Linked DNA regions of Sus scrofa: all the other regions are linked to region 4. Evidence: chromatin contacts called from public Hi-C, HiChIP or PLAC-seq and promoter capture Hi-C data. All regions are on one chromosome and are shown on one strand. The core of a region is the stretch at or near the end of the contact, and the rest is flanking DNA. Distances in the headings are between cores, read along the strand shown.

Region 1 (4,617 bases), core at 343-2,842, 130 kb before region 4:
CTTCCACCTGCCAAGCTGGGTGTGTGAAGCAGAGTCAGGTTCATTCTGATGCTAAAGAACTTGAAGCTTCAGGAAGCCCACACTCGCACGCAGCAGTCCCCGTTTTCCCTTCACTAGAGCCCACCCACCAAATCCTATAAGCTTTGGATCTCAGCACACCTGAACCTGCTCCTGGATAGCGGAAAGCCTCTCCAGCTTCTAGGGATTAAGGATAGGTAGGGAGGCCTGTTTAGAGGGATTCTAAACAGGTTTCGGTTTGAAGACACTTGCCTCTGTGGGGAGAAGGCCTCCTGGAGGGGCCAGGGTTCCTGAATTAGCTCTTAGCTGGATCTCACTGGTTCCAGAATCTTAGGTGGATTCTGGACTCCAGGCCACACCCAACCCTCTTCAGCCTCTCGCCTTTCCCTCGGTCTCCCAATCAAGCCCAGCCGGTCCCCTGCCAGCTAATCATCTTTTAGGACCCCTAGTTTGTTCCTCAAGCTTCGCTCTACCTGGGCCAATTCAGAAGTGCCCTCTACAACTGAGAGGAAAGCCGGCCATCAACACCTGCCGGCACCACTTTAAGACCCTCCCTTTGCCCCTGAGGTCTCGGAAGCCCTCCCTGAACTGACAGCTGCCTCACTGTATCCCCCCAGGGGTCCTGCCGCCGTCCCCAGGCATCCCACACTCGCCGCCTCTCTATTCCCCGCAGAGGAGAAAAATGAAGGGGTTCCGAGGAGGAGACGGGGGAGCCGCGGCTGCAGGGCCGGCTACTGGGAGGAAAGGCACTAATCTGGCGGGCAGCTCTGGGAGGCGCTTGGTGAGGCGTCGGGCACTCTGGAGACAGAGCAGGGCGGCCCTCCTGGGACCTAGAGGTGCCGCGTTGGGAACGGAAGTGGAGGGGGTTCCGCAGAACCCGCCACCGGGGGGTCTAGGATTCCAGGGCTCCAGGCAGGTGCCGAGGTTCGGAGCCGGCGGCGGGCAGGGGTTTCCAGGTGAACGAGCCTCCCGCCCGGCGCCCCGTCGGCCGCAGCACTTACCCGGCAGACTTGGGAAAGTCTCTGAGAAGTGCGGAGGCGGGGGCGGCGGGGGCTCTGCCACTTTCTCCCGGGCGGGCAGCAGCTCTTCGGCTTCCAGCCCGCCCTCCGGGCGTCGGCCGCCCGGCTCGGGGTTGTTTCGGGCGGCGGTGGCGGCGGCCGCGGCGGCGGCGGCGGCGGCGGCGAGCTCCGGGGGCCCGTAGAAGGCGTCGGGCGGCTCCGCGAAGCTGGGCAGCGCGGTGGTCAGCGCCACCATCGAGGGCACGGCCTGGCCCAGCCCCGCGCAGAAGGTGTTGGTGAGGCGGCCGGCGAAGGAGGCGAGCGGGGCCAGGGGCGGGAGGCCGGCGGGCAGCGGCGCGGGGGCCAGCGCCTGCGGCAGCACGAGCGGCCGGTAGGGCATGAACATGGGGTAGCCGGTGTAGAGCAAGTGGCCGGAGCGCGGCGGCGGGGGCCCGATCAGCGAGTCGATGGAGAAGGCAGTGCCCGGGCCCCCGCCGCTGCCCCCGGGGGCGCCCCCGCCTCCGGCTCTCTGCATCGCGCCCGGAGCTGCGGCCGCCCCGGGGCGCTCCCCTCCGGGCGCCGCCGTGCGCCCCGCGGCTCGGGCGCCCCGCGCGGACACGCAGGGCTCGCTCCCTGGCTCCCGGGCCGAGGTGGCGGCGGGGCGCGGGCTCGGCGCAGTGTGGCTCCGGCGCGGCGCTCCCTCGCTCTCATAAGGAGGGAGGGGGCGGGCGAGCGGGCGGGCTGGGGGTGTCGCCCTCCGGACTCATCCATCTTCCTCAAATTACGCTTCACTTCCTCCCTCCGCCCGCAGCCGCCGCGCCCGGCTCCCGCTCCCTCCGCAGAGCCCGTTCCCAGCGGCCCGGCCGGCCGGCCCGGGACCCCCGCCCGCCCCCGCAGCCCAACCAACTATTATTAATGGAGATTGATGAGGCCGGACACGCCGCTTTGTGAAAGTTTGCGGCGGACGAGAAGGCGGCCGCAGCTGCCGGGCCGGTGCCCCGCCCTCCACCCAGCCCGGCCCCCCCGCCCCCCCAGCCCCGGGCGCCGACTGGGAGCAGGGACTGGGAGGTGGCCCCGGCGGGGACCGAGCGCGCGGCGGGGCTGGACCGCAGAGCCCCCCGCCCCGGGCGCCGCCCTCCTTCGGACTCCGGGCCAGTCCCCCGAGCGCGCCTCCCCGCCGGCCGGCCCGCCCGCCCGCGACGTCCCCTCCTCGGCCCCCGGGCGGACGGCGCGGCGCGGCGGGCGGGACGGGACCTCGGCGCCCCCTCGGGCGGCGAGGCGGGGACGGCAGGGGGCGCGCTCGGCCGCCGGGCGCCGCGGCTCCAGGGCCTCTCAACGCCGGGCCCTTTCCGTCCCCGGTGGAGCCAAGTCCCCCTCTCTCCTCCCGGCTCGGGCTCTTCCTCACTCTCTCCTCCGTCGCGGACCCCCGAGTCCCTCACGCTGGCCTCTGTGGCTAATTTCCTCGAGTGCCCACACTCTGCCAAGGACTTACCATTCCTCTCACTTTCCTCCCTCCCTCTTCCTCCCCCTTCCCTTTCCTGCCCTCGTTTCTGTCCCTGTCCTACTCGATTGTTCCTCTTTCTCACACCCCATCCCGGTCCGCCTCATTCTACACCCCCCCCCCATTTCTCGCCTGTATCTCTGTCTCGTCTGTCTGCTTGTCTGTCTATCTCTGCCTCCCTCCCTCGCGCTCTCTCCCTCTCCTGCGCTATTAATTTCCCTGATTGGCTCCCCGACTCCAGCGCCGCTGATGAGCCCTATTCATTCCGGGCCTGACACTCTCGACCTGCCCTGGCTGATTGCTGGGGGCTGGCCCCAGGAGCGCTGATGAGCCCCAAGGGTCAGCGGCGCTAATTATCCGCTAATTGCGGATGACTCTGCTCACCTCCCCCCTTCTCAGTCGCAGCGATGGCGGCGCCTTTTACCCTCCCCCTCCTCCCGATTCCCAGAAGTAAGAGTTGACAATCTGGAGGCAAAAAGTCACGGGCACTTTTGGTTGATAGCAGGGTCGGGTCCGCGGAGCCTAAGGCTTTTAGGACAGGCGAGTCAGCAGAAGAAGAGTGACGGGAACTTCGGGAGACAGAATAAGCCTGGCCAGCTCAACGAGGGTCATCTGGGCACTGGGAAACAGTTCTTCAAGTGGGGCCAAGGAGAGGCAGGCAAGTTGGGATTAATAATAGCGAAGCCAGGCACGTTTAGGAAGCTGCAGTCTAAACAGGGGAAGTTATTTGGTTCAGAGGAAAACCTACACCAGCATCTCAGAGTCTCAAGACTGTGCAGGACAGGAGGAAGCTCTGGATCTCAGTGACCTTTGTCCAGTTCAGGGGTGTTGTGTTGGTCTATGAACACCACTCACGTTAAGCTGAGGCATTACCCTGTCACCACACACGGTCACCAGAGTGGGACAGAAGAGGGTGGGGTCCAAGGAGCTTTCTTTGGTTATGCTTGGCTGATGATACATGCGTCCAAGAGGTAAGGGGAGAGAAGTGTGGTTTCGGCGCAATCCTGATCCATCTTGGGCTCTACAATCAACTCAGTGAAACTTCTGGGGGACGAGTCTGGTGGGAAGATGTCGGCATGGAAAGAAGAGATGCCTTAAGTCTGGGAGCACCAACTCACTGCCAATGTACAAGGATAACCCTTATCCGTCCTCCTAAAGATATTTTTCGGAACTCTTTGTAAAATTAACCAAGCACTCCCTGGTACCAATATGGAAGACCAGACTTCAACGTGTATTGTAGGGAGTTCCCGTTGTGGTTCATCAGGTTAGGAACCCGACTAGTATCCATGAGGATGTGGGTTCAGTCCCTAGCCTCCCTAAGTGGGTTAAGGATCCGGCATTGCCATGAGCTGTGGTGTAGTTTGCAGATCCGGCTTGGATCCTGCCTGGCTGTGGCTGTGGCAATGGCCGGCAGCTGTACCTCCAATTTGACCCCTGGCCTGGGAACTTCCATGTGCCACAGGTGTTACCCTAAAAGGAAAAAAGGTGTATTGTATTTTGGAGTTCCCACCGTGGCACAGTGGGTTAAGAATCTGGCCGCAGCAGCTAGGGTTGTTACAGAGGTGTGGGTTTGACTACAGTTACGGTGTGGTGGGTAAAAGGAGCCGGTTGTTGCTGCAGCTGTGGTGTAAGTTGCAGCTGCAGCTCGGATTCAATCCCTGGCCTGGGAATTTCCATATGCCTCAGTTGTGGCCAAAAAAGAAAAAAAAAAAAGGTGTACGGTATTGTACTTCAAAAGTGACGGGTCAGTACTTGGTGTGATGGCTTTGCAGTGCTGGGTACATAATAGAGGCTTATTGGCTTGAAACATTAATGAGGAAACTTTGGGCTACCATCACGGCAATTAAAGCTGGATGAGCAGTAACAACACCAATCAAATAAAGGCTTTTTTTTTTGGTCTTTTTAAAGGCTGCACCTGTGGCATATGGAAGTTTCCAGGCTAGGGGGTCAAATCAGCTACAGCTGCTGGCCTCTGCCACAGCCACAGCAAGGAAAGATCCAAGCTGTATCTGCAATCTACACCACAGCCCAAAGCAATACCAGATCCTTAACCCGCTGAGCAAGGCCAGGGATCGAACCCACATCCACATGGATCCTAGT
Region 2 (5,272 bases), core at 1,096-3,595, 210 kb before region 4:
TCAGGGACTAGAGGTGGCTGGGTTTTCAGGCAGAACACTAAGAAGGGCCTAGGGGCGTGGCCGGGCTCTGCCCAGGGCCGAGGCAGCGACAGCAGCTGTCTGACCCGGAGGAGCTGACTGTCCGTGGGGGCTGAGGGCCAGCAGCCCCAGAAGGTGGCCCAGAGCCATGAAGGTCACAGGGAGGGGCCTCCGCCGGCCCCCGGAGCGCTCTGCGGCGCAGGGCTGGGCTCCAGGGTAGTGGGAAGAGGCAAGTGGGAGAGGCCGGCCGGGGCAGACAGCAGCTCCCACCGTGTCGTGGGGAGCAAGGTCCGGAGGGGCCAGCGACACTGCCAAGAGCCCGTGGAGGCACTACGGGCGGTACATGGCAAAGGCCAGGAGACTGAGGAGTAGGGTGAAGCCGGCCAGACCCAGGGTGGCTGTCAGGGGAAAGAAGGGCCGGTACTGGATCTGGCAGTACCAGAGCAGCAGCAGCAGCAGCAGGAGCAGGGGCAGCAGGAGGCTGCCTACCTCCAGCCCGGAGGGGCCTGGCTCTGACCCCGGTGGGCAGGGTGGGTGTGGGGGACCCACCCGGGTGGACACGTGGCAGTGGAGAACGCAGTTGGGAGGGAGGTGAAGGCTGCCCAGGGTCTGGGTGTCGTCTCCTAGCAGCTGCCCTTGGTAGATGAGTCGCACGTGCTGCTCCCGTCCGGGAAACTGGGTCCTGAGGAGAGAGGGACCTGGGTAATAGAGCAGGTCTCAGGCAATCCTGGCCCCTCGCCCAGAACAACTCTCTCACTTCTCTCCTCCACCTACCACCCAGGGCTCCCTCCGCAGGGGCCTCTCCTGCTTCAGAGGAACAATACCGTGTGAGTGGCTTGGGGACCTCAGTTCCCATCAGCATCTCTGGTGGCCCTTCCACGCTGTGACCATTCCCACCCGACTCATTACCACTTCAACCCCGTCCTCTTCCCAGCTTACCTTTTCAGGGAGCCAATGGTGTCGTGGGGCCAGGCCCTGGCCACCTGCTCTGAATCGTTGAGGAATTTCAGCCGTAGCACGAGGGGCTCTTGGGGGGAGTCCTGGGGTGGCGGTGTGGCCGGGAGCCCCATGCCAGACTCTGGCTGTGCAGCCTGACCTCTGTGTCTCAGGCTCGGGGTCTCAGCTCCTGGGGCCTCCCCTCTGATGCTGTCAGTGACCGCCATGGCTTCGCTGGGCTGTGTTGATGGTGGGGTCCCTGATGGCTGGGACAGTGGATCCACGCCCTCGGCAGTGTGTGTTGAGACCCAGGCGAGAGCCAGCACCAGAAGGCAGGCAAGCACCGCGAAAAGGATGGTCACCTCATCACCCACCCCTTCAATCAGGGCCATGGCACCTGCCTTGCCCGCTGGGCTACCGAGCTGGAGAGGCACAAAGAACCCATGAGGGGCTGGCTCAGCCTCCAAGAGCCCTCTGAACTTCAGGGGCGTCCGACCCCACCCCACTACAACTCTCCCACAGTCCCAATTCCTTTGCCCACTTAGCCACACCCCACCCTGGGACACAGACTGCTCTCCCTCTTGCTTGCCCCAGACTTGGGTCACATGCCCCTTCCCATCACCAAACCCCAAGTCCTAATTTTTTGTAACCTAAGTTCTAGGTCTTTAACCAGCTCTCCAATTCACCCACATCCTACTCAGAGGTCAGGCCTTGACCTTCTAAGCAACCTCTCCCCTAAATTCAACCCCCATCAAACTTCACCCCAAAGCTTACCTATTCTTTCCATCTAATTCATCCCAAAGTTTATCTATTCCTCCATCACTAAAGTTTCTCCAAGGGGGAAGAAAAAGGTCTCCAGACACACACAGACACACAAAAGGCTTTCCTCCACGAACACACACACACACACACACACACACACACACACACACACACACACACAGCACACCCCCGCCCCTTTACTATTTACCCAAACCTCCCACCCGTAACACGATACAGTTTCCTAAAGCTTCCCCACGTCGAAACGAGCCCTTTGGCAAACTGGAATCTCCGAGGGTCGCTGCTCCCCACCGCAACTCGGCCCCCCTCGGTCCACTCAAACTCCACCCCGAGTCGGCCCAGTTCCGCGCCTCCTCTTAGACGCCTCTCCAAACCTAGCCCGCAGCAGGACCCCAGATACCGCCGGAATCCGAGACTTTAGCCTCCCCACCCCCATCCTCCATCACCCCTCCCATCTTCCCGCCCGCCCCCCAACCCCAGCGGCGGGAGTGCCAGACCGATCCCGGGGCGGGGCGAGCGGGGGCCAGCTGGCGGGGGCGGCGGGGTGGGCGCGGTCAGAACGCAGGACTCACCGCCCGGCTCCGCCAGCTCCATAGCGGACCCTCGGGCACTTCCGGGCGGGAGGTGGCGAGGTCGCAGACACCTGGAGGCACCCTCCGCTTCCCCGCCGTGCGAAGTATTGTGGGACTTGTAGTCCAGCGCGGTGCGCAGTCCCCGCCTTCCGCGCTGCGGATCCACGGGCAGGACTCGGCTGTCTCGTCCCAGTGCCCGCAAATTGCTGAGGGGACGGCGGGGTTGGGTTTGGGGGGTGTGCTCTCCCGTAGAGGTTTGGGCGACAGCAGGGACAGCCCCCTGCCCGGGGCAGTTGGGGCATCTGTTACTCCAGAAACCAGCGTTAGCTGGAGCTTGTTAGAGCACCACTGTTTCCAGAAGCAGCATCGGGGAAGCTCGAGTGGATCCTACCTTGGCCTACTCTTCTTTCTTTTTACAGCCGCACCTGCGGCACATGGGTGTTCCCAGGCTAGGGGTCGAATAGGAGCTGCACCTGCCGGGCTGCACCACAGCCTTAGCAACACCAGATACGAGCTGCATCTGCGACCTACACCACAGCTCACAACGCTGGATCCTTAACCCTCTGAGTGAGGCCAGGGATCCATGCCACATCCTCACACTGTGTCGGGTTTTTAATCCGCTGAGCCACAACAAGAACTTTAAGTCAGAGTGGACCCCAGAAGTCATCCTGGATCCTCCAAATTGACTCTTCAGCCCAGCGCCCAGTATCCATGGGCTTCCCCACCAGGCTGGCCACGGTGGCTTGGGCTGCTTATTTACCAGGTCCCCTCCTCCCCTTTCCCCCGAAAGACTGTGCAAGAGGCATAGACTTTGGAACGTGGCACAAATGCTGATCCCTTATCCTGTGCTTATCAACTATGTGACCTTGGGTGCTTTACTGAATGTCTTTGAACCTAAATTTCTCTGTTCCCAACACATACCTCAAAAGGCAATTGTGGAGTTCCTGTTGTAGCTCAGCGGGTTAAGAATCTGACTAATCGACCCCTAGCCTGGGAACCTCCATATGCCACAGGAGTGGCCCTAGAAAGGGCAAAAAGACAAAAAAAAGAATCTGGCTAGTATCCATCAAGATGCAGGTTTGATCCCTGGCCTCACTCAGTGGGTTAAGCATCCATCGTTTCCATGAGCTGTGGTGTAGGTCACAGACTCGGCTCTGATCTGGCGTGGCTGTGGCTGTGGCGTAGGCCAGCAGCTGCAGCTCCGATTTGATCCCTAGCCTGGGAACCTCCATACGCCTCAGGTATGGCCCTAAAAGAATAAAAAATACAAAAAAAATTTTTTTAAAGGCAATTGCAAGAAAAATTAGGTGTTTTATTAAATAAGTGTGAAAATTATGCAGAGGAGCTGTCACACGGTGGATATTTGTTCACTTAGTATTAGAACACTCCTTCCACCCAGATCTTAGAGTGTTGCTATGTAGGGGATGTCGAGCCTCAGCCTGGCCTGGGCCCATTCCTTTCCGTGGGTTTTTCTCTCCTTTCTCTGGGCTCCTATAGCCACAGAGATCTCACATCCTTGATTTTACAGGCCAGTCTTTTTTTTTTTTTTTCTTTTTCCTGCTTGCACCTGCGGCATGCAGAAGTTCCCAGGGCCAGGAATCCATCCTGTTCCACAGCACTGACAACTTGGATCCTTAACCCACTGAACCACCAGGGAACTCTATAAGCCAAACTTAATTAAAACTAATATAACCTGTGTTCCAAAGGCAGATACCTTCTTGTGGGAGCAAGCTCTCCAAATGTTGCATTGGGGCTGTTTAGATTTATAACATACAGAACTATCTGTCTCTCATTCCTTCCCTCCCACTTATTCATTTATTCTAGAAATATTTATTAAATGTATACTAAGTGCCAGGCCGGAATGAGAAGCTGGGAATACAGTGGTGAATCAGACCCTATGCCTGCATGTGGCTCCTTTCCTAATAGAAGAGACAGGTGATTAGCCAAACAGGTAGGTGCTGGCGGCCAGGGCAACACTTTGGAGGGCTCTTTACCTTTAGCATTTCTGCTGGAAGATACCTGTGCAACCTTCTTGCTGTCAATTCTAATTAAGCATCTAAAAGATATGTTAGATATTGCTTTTAGTCTTACAGAACACAGGCGTTCTTGTCGTGACTCAGCAATTAACGAACCCGACTAGGATCCATGAGGATGTGGGTTCGATCCCTGGCCTTGCTCAGGGGGTTAAGAATCCAGTGTTGCCATGAGCTGTGGTGTAGGTCACAGACGCGGCTTGGATCTGGTGTTGCTGTGGCTGTGGTGTAGACTGTCTGCTGTAGCTCCCATTCATCCCCTAGCCTGGGAACGTCCACATGCCGCAGGTGCAGCCCTAAAAAGACCAAATTTAAAAAATTAAATAAAAAATTAAACAAAGACTTACAGAACATCATCAAGCTAGGTGTTCTGTGCAACCACTATATGTTGCAGATGATGCCCAGAGAGGGTGCAAGACATTCTCAAGGTCAAGCAGGCAGGCAGAACCATATCTCTCAGGAGCTGGGATGAACTTCCACCAGTTTTTTTTTGCAAGGTACAAGACACCTTATCAATGGTGACTGGGTTGGTACTGGGGTCGAGTTGTGTGGGTAGCTGAGTGGTGGGCGACTATGCTGGGAAAAGACCCAGCTTGGTCTGGGTATGTACAAAGGATGATATGTATCACCTGTACCAGAGGACACTGGGGTGTAGTCCCAGCAGGCGACTGGGGCCAGTGCCTTGCACATGCCACTTCTTAGGGCTTTTAGGAAAGGAGGGAGTGGGGGCAGCCAGCAGAGCCCTCTACAGCTTTGGCAATGGGGACGCAGAGGAAGGAGGACAATGAAGGGAGCTCCCTGGCTCCTGAGTGGACAGGAACACAGGCTGGACAAAGGAGGGAGGACAAGGAAGATTGAGCTGGTCATCTGGATTCTGCTGGGGGCCTTGAATGGGGTGCACGGGCCTCCCACGCATAATATCCGATTCCTTTC
Region 3 (4,925 bases), core at 1,202-3,701, 150 kb after region 4:
AAGCAAACGTGTCACCAAACTGCTAAGTCTGAATACTGACTCATTCTCTGGAGAGTGGTTATTAGTACATGCAATCAGGGGATTACTTCCCTTTTTGACGCTGGCAAAACAAAAGACCCCACAAGCTACAAATGTCCTGGTTCACAACAAAGGTGATCAAATGCAAAAGCAAAGGCAAAGATTGGGAATAATTTAACCTCTGCAAAATACGTTTCGCTTTACTTATTTTTTCCTTTCCCCTTCTTAGGGCTGCACCCTCACCATATGGAAGTTCCCAGACAAGGGGCTGAATGTGGAGCTGCAGCTGCCGGCCTATGCCACAACGCCACAACCACGCCAGATCTTAACCCACTGGGCGAGGCCAGGGATAGAAACCGCGTCCTTATGGATACTGGTCGGGTTCTTAACCCACTGACCTACAGGGGAACTTCTAAAATACATTTCACTTTAATCATCACCCCATGTGAAAACAAATATGGAGACAACTGAGTGGGCTACAAGCAGTATAACATATTGAAGGCACAAAAAATAGGGACCAAATATACCTTGCACCCCACTGGAGGCTGCTTTAGTACAATACTTTAACTAACAGCAGTTGAAAAGAGAAGACAAAGGGGTGACCTGTCTCATCTGGGTCTCTAAGAGGATGACGGCTAGAAGGAAGATACAAAAAGAACAGGTTTTAGTTGGATACGAGGAACTTCTTTAGCAAAACAGTGAGAGCAAATGCGAGGCTTATTCACTGAAGAACAGAACCACCACCAAGAATCTCTCTTCCGCTGAAATCAGGGAGCCCAGGTACTTATCACCTGTAACTTGATTATTCGGGTTCAAGTCACCTGTAACTGCTACCTTTAATTAGTGGGCGCTATGTATCTGATTAGCTAGAACTCACTCAAGAGCCAGGATATGTCACGGTCCCCCCTCTCTTCACAAGCCAGGGGAGGAACTAAAGACCACGGACAAGCCAGGGCTAGGTGATTTAAGCTGCCAACAGAGGTTGGATGCCAGGTTCCACATGGGCACTTGGGGCTGTGTAGACTTTGAAAGCCTCAATTTGATACACGGTACTTCCCAGCTGCAGCTGTTACGGCTGCCACCTACTCTTCTCCACACATCTGGCACTGCACCGTACCAGAGTTACCCCTATGACTCTGGGCGCCCCTTCTCACTACACAAGCACCTCTCAGCCCCTGATTCCCCCCACCCCCACCCCTTTGACCGGAGAGGGATGATAAAAGGATGAGTAAGCACGCTGTAGCTGATGTTGGTCAAAGAGCATAGACCCTGGCACCGGCCGTGGAAAATGGGGGTGAAGAAGCAGAACAGAAAGCGAGGTCGGGGAGTTGGCGGTGAAAAGCGTTCCTAGGGCAGTTACCGTTACCTCCTTCTGCAATCACCACAGACTCCAAACACCCGCTTTCACCCGGCAGCCGCCCCCCCACCCCGCGGTCAAGTGCACATTTCCCTTAAACAGTTCTTAAAAACAACACGAAAAGATAATCGTAATTTCTCCAGGCTTCCGGTTGTCAAAGACAATAAAGCCTCACCCTAAAGCATGGTTAGGTCAACGGCTGTTTTCTCGTTTTCTGGCACCCGGTCTACCCCCATCCCACCCCAGACCACCTCCGTTAGGCTAAAAAGCTACTGTCAGGAACAGTTACAGATATATGTCAATCTTGTTCAGTGGCGGCGGCGGCGGGGTGGGGGGGTAACTTTTGAATCACTTCACCAGCCTGGTTACAAGTACCTGACCTTATTTTTTCCCGTAGAAAAATAGGACACCGAGAAAGCAGAAATTTCTCTTTCCCTGCTTTTCTACTTCGGCCGCTGGCAGCATCCAGGAGGCTTCCGAAGAGGGCTCTTGGGTTTCTTTCGTAGGAAACTTGCCCTCTGTAGCCAAACGTCCTCTAGGTCCCCAGTTTCCTTTAAAACGTTGAACTTCACGCATAGGAAAAAAACCCCAAGGCACAGTTTCCTTTGTTAAAACCCCACGGACTTGAATTTGGGGGGTGCAAAGGCCAGCAACGATCACGACAGCTCGCCGCGGCGAGGTGAAGAGGGACAGGTGCGACTTCTGCCTTTGGGGGGCCTCGCGGCAGTTTGGCAGAGCGGTAGACCCCGCACCGCGTGCCCGGCGCGGGACCGCCGGAACTCCCCGTCCGCCCGAGGCCTCCCAGACACGTCCTCCCCGCTCCCGGGCCGCCCGCCGCCCCACGGGCCCGGCCTCGCCGCCGCCTCCGCTCAAAATGGAGGTGGCGGCGGCGGACCGCTGGTTACGAAACGCGCGGCCGCCACATGGCCGCGCCGGCCCCAAACTTGGCCCGGCCCGCCGCGTCCCGGCCCCCAGGCGAGGCCGGGCCCTGGCTCGAGGAGGCCGCGCGGCGCCCGCCACTCACCCACAGACCGGTAGCCCAGGATCGCGATCTTCCGGGACTTGGACTGCGGCATCTTGGCGGCCTCACAAGCCCCGGGCCAACCACATCAACCGCGGCGGCGGCGGCGGCTCCTGTGCTGCGATCGGCGGCTGCCGCGCCGGGGCAGAGCGGCATCCAGGGGCGGGGCGGGCGGGCGCGGCTGCCTTGGCTCCTGGCTCGCGCGCTCAACCGCCCGGAACCGCCGCGCGGCCCCGCCCCCAAACACGCCCACGTGACCGCGCGCGGCCGCCGGGGCCGCCCCCCTGCAGCGGCTCGCGTCAGCGTCGCCCTTCCGCCGCTGCGGCCGCCCCCGTCCCCGAGACGCACAGGGGTGCGCCGGGCAGGCGTTTTACTTTAAAGGGAAAAACAGGAGACGCCGAAATGCCCCTAGAAAAGTCACGACTGAAACTCGCTGCGTCATGACCCTCCCACCGGCTTCCGCCGCTTTTTAATTACGCCAGTTTTCCCCGAGCGCTGATTGGACAGTTCCCACCCGCCCGCGCGATGACGCGGCGGAAACTCCTTCTCCCATTGGGGGCGGTGAAGAGGCGGAGCCAGAGGCGGGGCTGCTTGCCCGGGAGCTAAAAATAAATTCCGACGCTCAGCCCGCGTTTGGGCGTTAGTGAGCTTTGCAGGCTTCGAACGTCTGGAGGCGGGTGGGAGGGGCGGAGGGACGCCAGCTTCCTAGTGATTGGTTAGATCGGGGGAAGGGGCGGGGAAAGATTGAGAGGTGAGGTGATTGGTAGAACGCTGAGCGGTTGATGGACTCGCGCTCGCAGAGCCCTTAAAAGGCGCGAGGCGCAGGTCGCTTGGCGGTTGCTCGCTGCGGTTGTTACCTTGCGTGAAGTTTTTTTCTTTTTAGCCCTTTGCTATATTGGTGTCAGTCTAAGTTTGAGGGTGTAGGTTGTGACTTAGTATCATCTATGGATGAAGGCCTGTGGGAAGACTGGAACGCAGTAATTCAAAATACGCATTTTTAAAAAAAAGTGTGCGCCACCTCAGTTGTCTCAACCCTGGGATAAGCAGATCCGACACACCTGACGGGGAAAAATAGCGCAAGTCAACACATCTTTAACTCTCCACACCTTCGTGGCTAATTCAGTAGTCGAGCTCAAACACCTGCCCTTAGCTGGGAACTCTCTAGAAACGTCCTTCCAGAGGGGATTTAAGACGGCTGAGTTCACAGGCTGGTCTCTCTGGTAAAGGGAGACTGGTGTATTTTCCACAAATGGTTTACTGGCAACCCCTTTCTTCAGTTGTGTTGGCGAAGGGCCCTTGACGTGGCACCAATGTTGGGGTGCAGGAAGGGACGGCAGCCTGGGAGGCGTGGGTCATGCAGAAAGAAGGTGAGCCAGACCTGAGAAACGAGGATGCCGTGGGCGCTTTCCAGACGCGGAGACCAGTGTCATGGTAGGTGTCCTTGCCCTTGGTGGTTGTGGAAGGAGCAGAGACCCTCCACTCCTACCAGTGTCCCTTGCTGTCCTCGGGCTGTTGACAGTGTTGAGCTGCGTGGCTGAGTAGGATCACGGCTCTCTGGTCACGGCCTTTCCCAGCAAGCACGGAATCGGGGCCCTCCCCCCGCCTGCGGAGCTCCGAGCGGCAGGACCAGATTCCTTGGTAGGAAGATTTAGAGGTGACAGCCCCATAAATACACCTTGTTGCCTCGTCGAGTTAGGACACTAACCGACATTAAGGCAGAATCCTTCCACCATCCACTTGCGGCACTCATGGGGGAGGAGGAGCGCACGTTCACGTCTGCAGATTGAAGCCCCAGGCCACCCGCGGGGAGTGAGACATCTCTTTGAAGTTGTATTTTATTCTAATGGGTTTTTGCATTCCACTCTATAATTAGTTGAAATATTTAAAAAAGACTCAAGTCTTAAAATGGAATTTTATCCTGTGGATTTGAATACCCCTCCTGCAGTATTTTGAACTGATGGTCCTAGATTCCCTGGTGGGTTGTGAAATTAGCTTAATGGGTGTTACTATTTTCTATTCTATTTAAAAAAATGTATGTTGCGTAATAAGGGTGAGTATTGTTTCTTGGCACTTTTGCTGTGTGTATATATTTATAGACATGCTTTATATGTGTTGTGTACTGAGTTCCACTATAAAATGTATTTTTTGTGGATTACCTCAAAAAGCTGGAAAGCACTGCCCTAGCCTTAGGGGGTTTAGGAGTCCAGACCGAGAAGGGCAGTTGAAATGGACACATTCATTCAAGAAATGTCCCAGTTGTGTTAAAGCCCTTTAAGGCCAGACCCAGGAGTTTTGAAGATTCTTTTATTTCAGAATTTCTTAAGAAACGACTCAGATTACCTAAAATACTTCAGATTGATGTATGAATTCACATAGAAATAACTAACTGCAGCCAGACCATATAGGATGTGGACTTGCTTCTGAATTCAAAGTACGCTGGACCTCAGGAGTTCCCCGGTGGCTCAGAGGGTTGAGGACCTGGCATTGCCACGGCTGTGGCATGGTTCTACTCCTGGCCCTGGAACTTCC
Region 4 (4,893 bases), core at 222-2,721:
TTGGTGTACTCAAAGGAGGCTAGGGAGCTAAAAGTTCCTTATAGGAAAGATACAGAAAATTGCCAGCTTCCTATGCACTGCTAGGCAGGTGAACAATGCCTGCAAGTCAGCAGAATAAAAAGAGGAACAGAAGTTGCTCCTGGGTTGTGTGCAGTGTCCTCCTGGCAGGGGCCAGGTACACTGGCACACATGGCACCCTGGGAACACTTTCTCTTCCCTAAAATGGATTTAGGTGCATATTCTACCCGAGGTTTCCCCCCAGAGAACGGAAAGGCACCAGGAGAGGTTCCGCCTCACCCTTTAGCTTGCTGCTTCAGGTGTTATTCTAGTTCCATTTTGGGAAAAGTGATGGTGCTAATCCTCTCCTGGGGGCTGCCCCGTGCAGTGAGAGGGACAGGTCCTAGCGCAGCAGGGGTATTATCATGCTGGTTGAAGTAGAGGCTGGGAGCCTGCCCAGGTACCCAGCCTGCCAGGGGCGGGACCCACGCGGTCAAGCCCGACCCCACGGCGGTACTAGAGCGGGTCCAAGGATGGGCTTTGGAATCGGGAATGGAAGGGCCAACAGCTTCATCCGAGCAAACTTCCTGGGGTCTGACCTGGACCCTAGCTTCCATTCCCGGATTCTAAGCATCTTTGAGCTCTGCCAGGACCAGAGCGCAGCCCCTCTCACCCCGACCCCAGGCTCTGCGCTCGTTCTCAGAGCAGTTCACACACTGCCCTTAGTTTGTATGCACACTTGTCTCATTTCCTAGACGCATGACATAGGCCAAGCCATAGGTTTCTGCGTATTTACCACAGCGGTGAGCAGAGCGCTCCGGCGGCAGGCGGATCTCCACACATCAGGCGGTCGACAGCGTGTGGAGACCGGCGTGGCAGAGGCCCCTCGGGGAGGGAAGGGCGAGGGCGGCGGGGCCGGGAAGTTCACCGAAGGGAGGCCCCGGCGGAGCGAAGGGGGCAGGATGAAAAGCCAGACTTGAAGGGGCACAGCGCTTTCGGCCCGGCCCAGAGCTGGGGGCGGGGCGGACCCGCCTGCAGGAGGTCCAGACCCTCCTTCCGGGGGGAAATGGGCTTCCTGCAAGGTGCTCGGGCCTCTTTCGAGGCTTCTGGAGAAAGGGAGCCAGGTTCAGTTTCCTCTGAAGTCTGGCCACTTGGGCCAGGCCAGCGGCCCCGGGGTCTCCACAGTTCCGGGAGGAGCCCACCCTCAGCTCCCGGCGGGGGACTTCCCGCCAGCCCCGCCCTGGGCCTTCGGCAAGTCCCGGGGCGGTGGGGGAGGCCCGTCCCCGCTCACTCGGGTCCGCCCGGGCCACGCCCATCGCCCTTCCCTCTGCCCCGCCCACATCTGCCCTCAGCCGGGGTCCTCGCCCCAGCTGGTCCCATCCTGGTCCCGCCTTAGCCACGCCCACTGCCCACCCACAACCCCACCCTCCCCTGCCCTGGCCCCGCCCACAATCCCTTCTCGCGGCCGCGCGGGGGCGGGGCGGCCCGGCGTCCGGGGCGGCTGCGGCAGCGGGGGCGGGGCCGGCCTCACCCCGGAATGAAAATAAACGGCGGCCTCCGTCGCATCCGGGCACTCGGCGGGTCGCTGCTGGCGCGGTTGTGTCGCAGGTGAGGAGACGGCGGCCGAGCGTGTGTCTCAGCGGTGACCCCGGTCCCCCAGCTCGACGCCGACGCGTTCCCCGCCCGAGTCGGGCGCGACTGCAGCGGCGGGCGGTGGGCGCCCTGGGCCGAGGCTCGGCCGGAACCGGGGGCTGCGGGCCGGGGCTTCGGGGGTTCGGGACGCGCCGGCCGTTCGTTCGTTCGCCGGGCGCAAGGTTTGCTCTGGGTTGGGCAGGGGTGGTGGGTATTTTTTAAAAAAGATTTAAGTATTGCTTTTGGAGGGAGACAGAAATAAAGAAAGAAATATATATTTAAGTTAATCTAATTAGCCCTACAAAAAGCTTGAATCGTAGGACTGTTATTCCAAATATGCCATTTGGGGTTTATTTGCAATCAAAGACAGATTTTCTTTGCTGTTTAATGAGGAAACACGGTTTATTTTCTTCAGCCTTGACTATCGCATTCTGTTATTTCTCAACTGCTTCCCGTACGCTTATTTTTAAATTCAAGATTATGGTGTTAGTCTGCCTAAGAGAAAAATTAGTGGATTTTGAATATATGTATATATATGTCATGTATTTCAAAAGCTCTGGGTAAAGGTCGCATTAATGAATTTATTACAGAAATGAAAGTGAAATGATAAAGGAGTGGATTATATCCTTTCACTTTCATTTTAGAGCAATAGTATTAATGAATTTCTGCTTTTGAGGGGGGAGGGGCCGTGATACTGAACATTTTATGGCACGCATGGAACTTTCAGTTCTCCAGTTAAAATGGAAAACTGATTTATTAGTCTTTTCCCCCTTTTGATTTGATTTAAAATATATATCCTCGTTTATTATGTTGCCTGTAACCCCTAGAACTAGAAGTTTTGTAAGTTTCAACACAGTGGTTTAATTTTTTTTCCAAACATTAAGTGGTGGGACCTAGACCCTCCTTGCTGTTTATTTACAAGTGGGTGGAGTGTGGTCTACACACCTGGTTTAATCTTTTTTCCAAACCCTAACTGTTGGGACCTAGACCCTTCTTGCTATTTATTTGCCGCTGGGTGGAGTGTGGGCCACACACTAGGTTTAGGAAACCCTTTGAAAGTTATATTAGGAAGTTGCTTGGACGCAATGGCAGAGGGTTCTGCATTGAACCTTCCAAATAGCTAGGCTCCTGTAAATGCCCTGGTGAAATGGTCCCCACCCTCCACCCCCACACATGCAAGTGACATTTTACTCAAGATTTCTGAAGATATATGAGTAGGGAACTTTTTGACGTCATGTCAGTTAATTGTGTTTGAAAAGCTAATTCATATAAGTACTAATAGGCTTTTCTGTGTAAGAGGCCATTTGTTAGTGCTTGAAAAATCTGGAGTTCTCTCATAGGCTACCCGGATGCTCCCAGCCCCCTCTTTGACGGCTTTATTCCTTTTTTCTTCCATATCATTACCCTCTCTCACCCCCAAGTTGATGTAAAATTAATTTGAGCTTTCTTTTAAAACACTTGTTTATGGAATACACTTAAGTTATCAAACTTGATTTAAATATCAGATGAGGAGGAGTGCCTGTGATGGCGCAGCGAAAACGAATCCAACGAGGTACCGTGAGGTTGCGGGTTCTATCCCTGGCCTTGCTCAGTGGGTTAAGGATCCAGTGTTAATGTGAGCTGCGGTGTAGGCCGGTGGCTACAGCTCCGATTAGACCCCTAGCCTGGGAACCTCCATATGCCGTGAGTGCGGCCCTAAAAAGACAAAGTTAAAAATAAATGAGTATCAGATGAATTGGGTTTGGGGGGGTAGAGTGGGGGGGGGGGATGTGGAATACAGGTCCTGAATAGAAAAAGGACAGTTACTCATCTTGGTTACATTAACTCCCCCATCTTCTTTTGCTCTGTAGAACCTGTCTTCATCCTTCAGGAGGTAATGGCTTTTTACCTTTCTTACTGCTTGTCTGATTTGGCCGCACTACCCCTGTCAGCTGTTTAATTCTCTAGCAGCCTCACCCACCCCTTAGAGTTTAGCTGTGCTAGGGGAGGATGAGTAGACAACTCCATTGCTGTGTGTGCTGCTTTGGGAGAGTAGTTACATGCTCTGGGCAGAGAAGCAGCCAGGGGTTTTGTGAAAGGAAGCAGAATCCAGTGGTTCAGTGTTAGAGGCAGAAATCCCAGTGCTAGTTAGGTTGTGGCCGAATTTTTCATCCTTGGCTGAGTCATTTTTACAAATTTGGGCCTTGATTTTCTCAGCTGTAAAAATCAACCAGTATTGACTTGAATCATATATGTATATCTGCTTTTATGCTTCTATCCCAAAATATCATGCACAACTTTTCCAGTATTGTAAATATTAAATTTTCAATTTAAAAACTCAGGGAGTTCCCGTCCCAGGCTCACTGCAGTGGATTAAGGATCCGGTGTTGCTGTGGCATAGGTCACACCTGTGGCTCAGATTTGATCCCTGGCTGGGGAACTTCCATGTGGGGGTGGCCAAAAAAGAAAAAAAAAAGAAAAATGAAAGGAAGGAAGGAAGAAAGGGAGAAAGAGAACTGTAATCACCTCTGCTACAGGAGTTCCTGCTGTGGTATGACGTGATCAGCAGCGTCTCCGCAGCAGCACCGGGACGCAGCTTCTCTTTATCCCCAGCACGGCCCAGTGGGTTAGAGGATCTGATTAAAGGATCCGGCGTGGCGCCAGCTGCAACTGCTGCTCTGATCTGCTCCCTGGCCTGGGAACCCCATATGCCTTGGGGTGGCCAAAAAAGAAAACTTTGCTGCCTGTTACTTATTTCCATCTGTATTATATTTAGAGAAGTCTGGAGCTAGTTAAAACTGAATCTAAAAGTAATTTAGATTACGCTGAAGAGGAAAGAGTGGAGGAGAACTCCTCTTACTCAGAAAACACATCAGTGTATCAGGTAAGTTGTGAGACACTTTGAAGTGTGGCACGAGGTGTCGTTGATGTACTGTTTTCCTTCCAAGGATGGCGCAAAAGAAGTATCTCCAAGCAAAATTGACCCAGTTTTTAAGGGAAGACAGAATTCAACTTTGGAAACCTCCTTATACAGATGAAAATAAAGAAGTTGGTTTGGCATTGAAGGTATTTTTCTTTTAAGACATTAATAATTAGCAGTGTTGTTAAGTCTCCTTGGTAAATAAGATTCTGAAGTCACCAGAAAGTGCCAGGCACAACCGTGTAAACCTTTGGCATAACCGAAAACATTAGTCATAAGCAGGTACCTGCATTTTACTAGGAGTTGGCAAGCTTATTGTTGCTTCGTACTTTATTCATATGAGAGCGTTGTCTGATTTTTTTTGG

The links. Promoter capture Hi-C pulls out the DNA fragments that hold promoters and counts their contacts. Hi-C and Micro-C count contacts between places; a contact is called where the count stands out from the background. HiChIP or PLAC-seq counts read pairs in DNA pulled down with a chosen protein or histone mark.
Region 1: a contact with region 4 is called in a promoter capture Hi-C map of fetal skeletal muscle, with 6 times the contacts expected there. The contact joins the promoter of GBX1 here to the promoter of NUB1 in region 4. A contact is called at or near these places in 1 of 5 promoter capture datasets (fetal skeletal muscle) and 1 of 47 Hi-C or Micro-C datasets (epiblast stem cells).
Region 2: a contact with region 4 is called in a Hi-C map of liver, with 2.3 times the contacts expected there. The contact joins the promoter of TMUB1 here to the promoter of NUB1 in region 4. A contact is called at or near these places in 1 of 47 Hi-C or Micro-C datasets (liver) and 1 of 2 datasets of contacts at active chromatin or transcription factors (alveolar macrophages).
Region 3: a contact with region 4 is called in an H3K27ac HiChIP or PLAC-seq map of alveolar macrophages. The contact joins the promoter of RHEB here to the promoter of NUB1 in region 4. A contact is called at or near these places in 1 of 47 Hi-C or Micro-C datasets (liver) and 2 of 2 datasets of contacts at active chromatin or transcription factors (alveolar macrophages and skeletal muscle).

Annotation. Positions count from the first base shown.
Region 1 is chr18:6,055,863-6,060,479 of Sscrofa11.1, reverse strand. It overlaps GBX1 (homeobox protein GBX-1), which reads right to left and starts at 1,592. Exons shown (of 2, transcript XM_003360076.4): 1 at 1,020-1,592. The coding sequence starts at 1,551.
Region 2 is chr18:6,139,524-6,144,795 of Sscrofa11.1, reverse strand. It overlaps TMUB1 (transmembrane and ubiquitin like domain containing 1), which reads right to left and starts at 2,345. Exons shown (of 3, transcript NM_001244336.1): 1 at 2,307-2,345; 2 at 958-1,376; 3 at 1-700. The coding sequence starts at 1,346. The coding sequence ends at 349. It overlaps AGAP3 (arf-GAP with GTPase, ANK repeat and PH domain-containing protein 3), which reads left to right. Exons shown (of 18, transcript XM_021078868.1): 2 at 4,734-4,836.
Region 3 is chr18:5,776,965-5,781,889 of Sscrofa11.1, reverse strand. RHEB (Ras homolog enriched in brain) reads right to left here and starts at 2,451. Exons shown (of 8, transcript NM_001287846.1): 1 at 2,400-2,451. The coding sequence starts at 2,451. It overlaps LOC102162623 (a long non-coding RNA gene), which reads left to right and starts at 2,770. Exons shown (of 3, transcript XR_002340246.1): 1 at 2,770-3,827.
Region 4 is chr18:5,925,559-5,930,451 of Sscrofa11.1, reverse strand. NUB1 (NEDD8 ultimate buster 1) reads left to right here and starts at 1,471. Exons shown (of 15, transcript XM_013990737.2): 1 at 1,471-1,605; 2 at 4,557-4,674. The coding sequence starts at 1,535.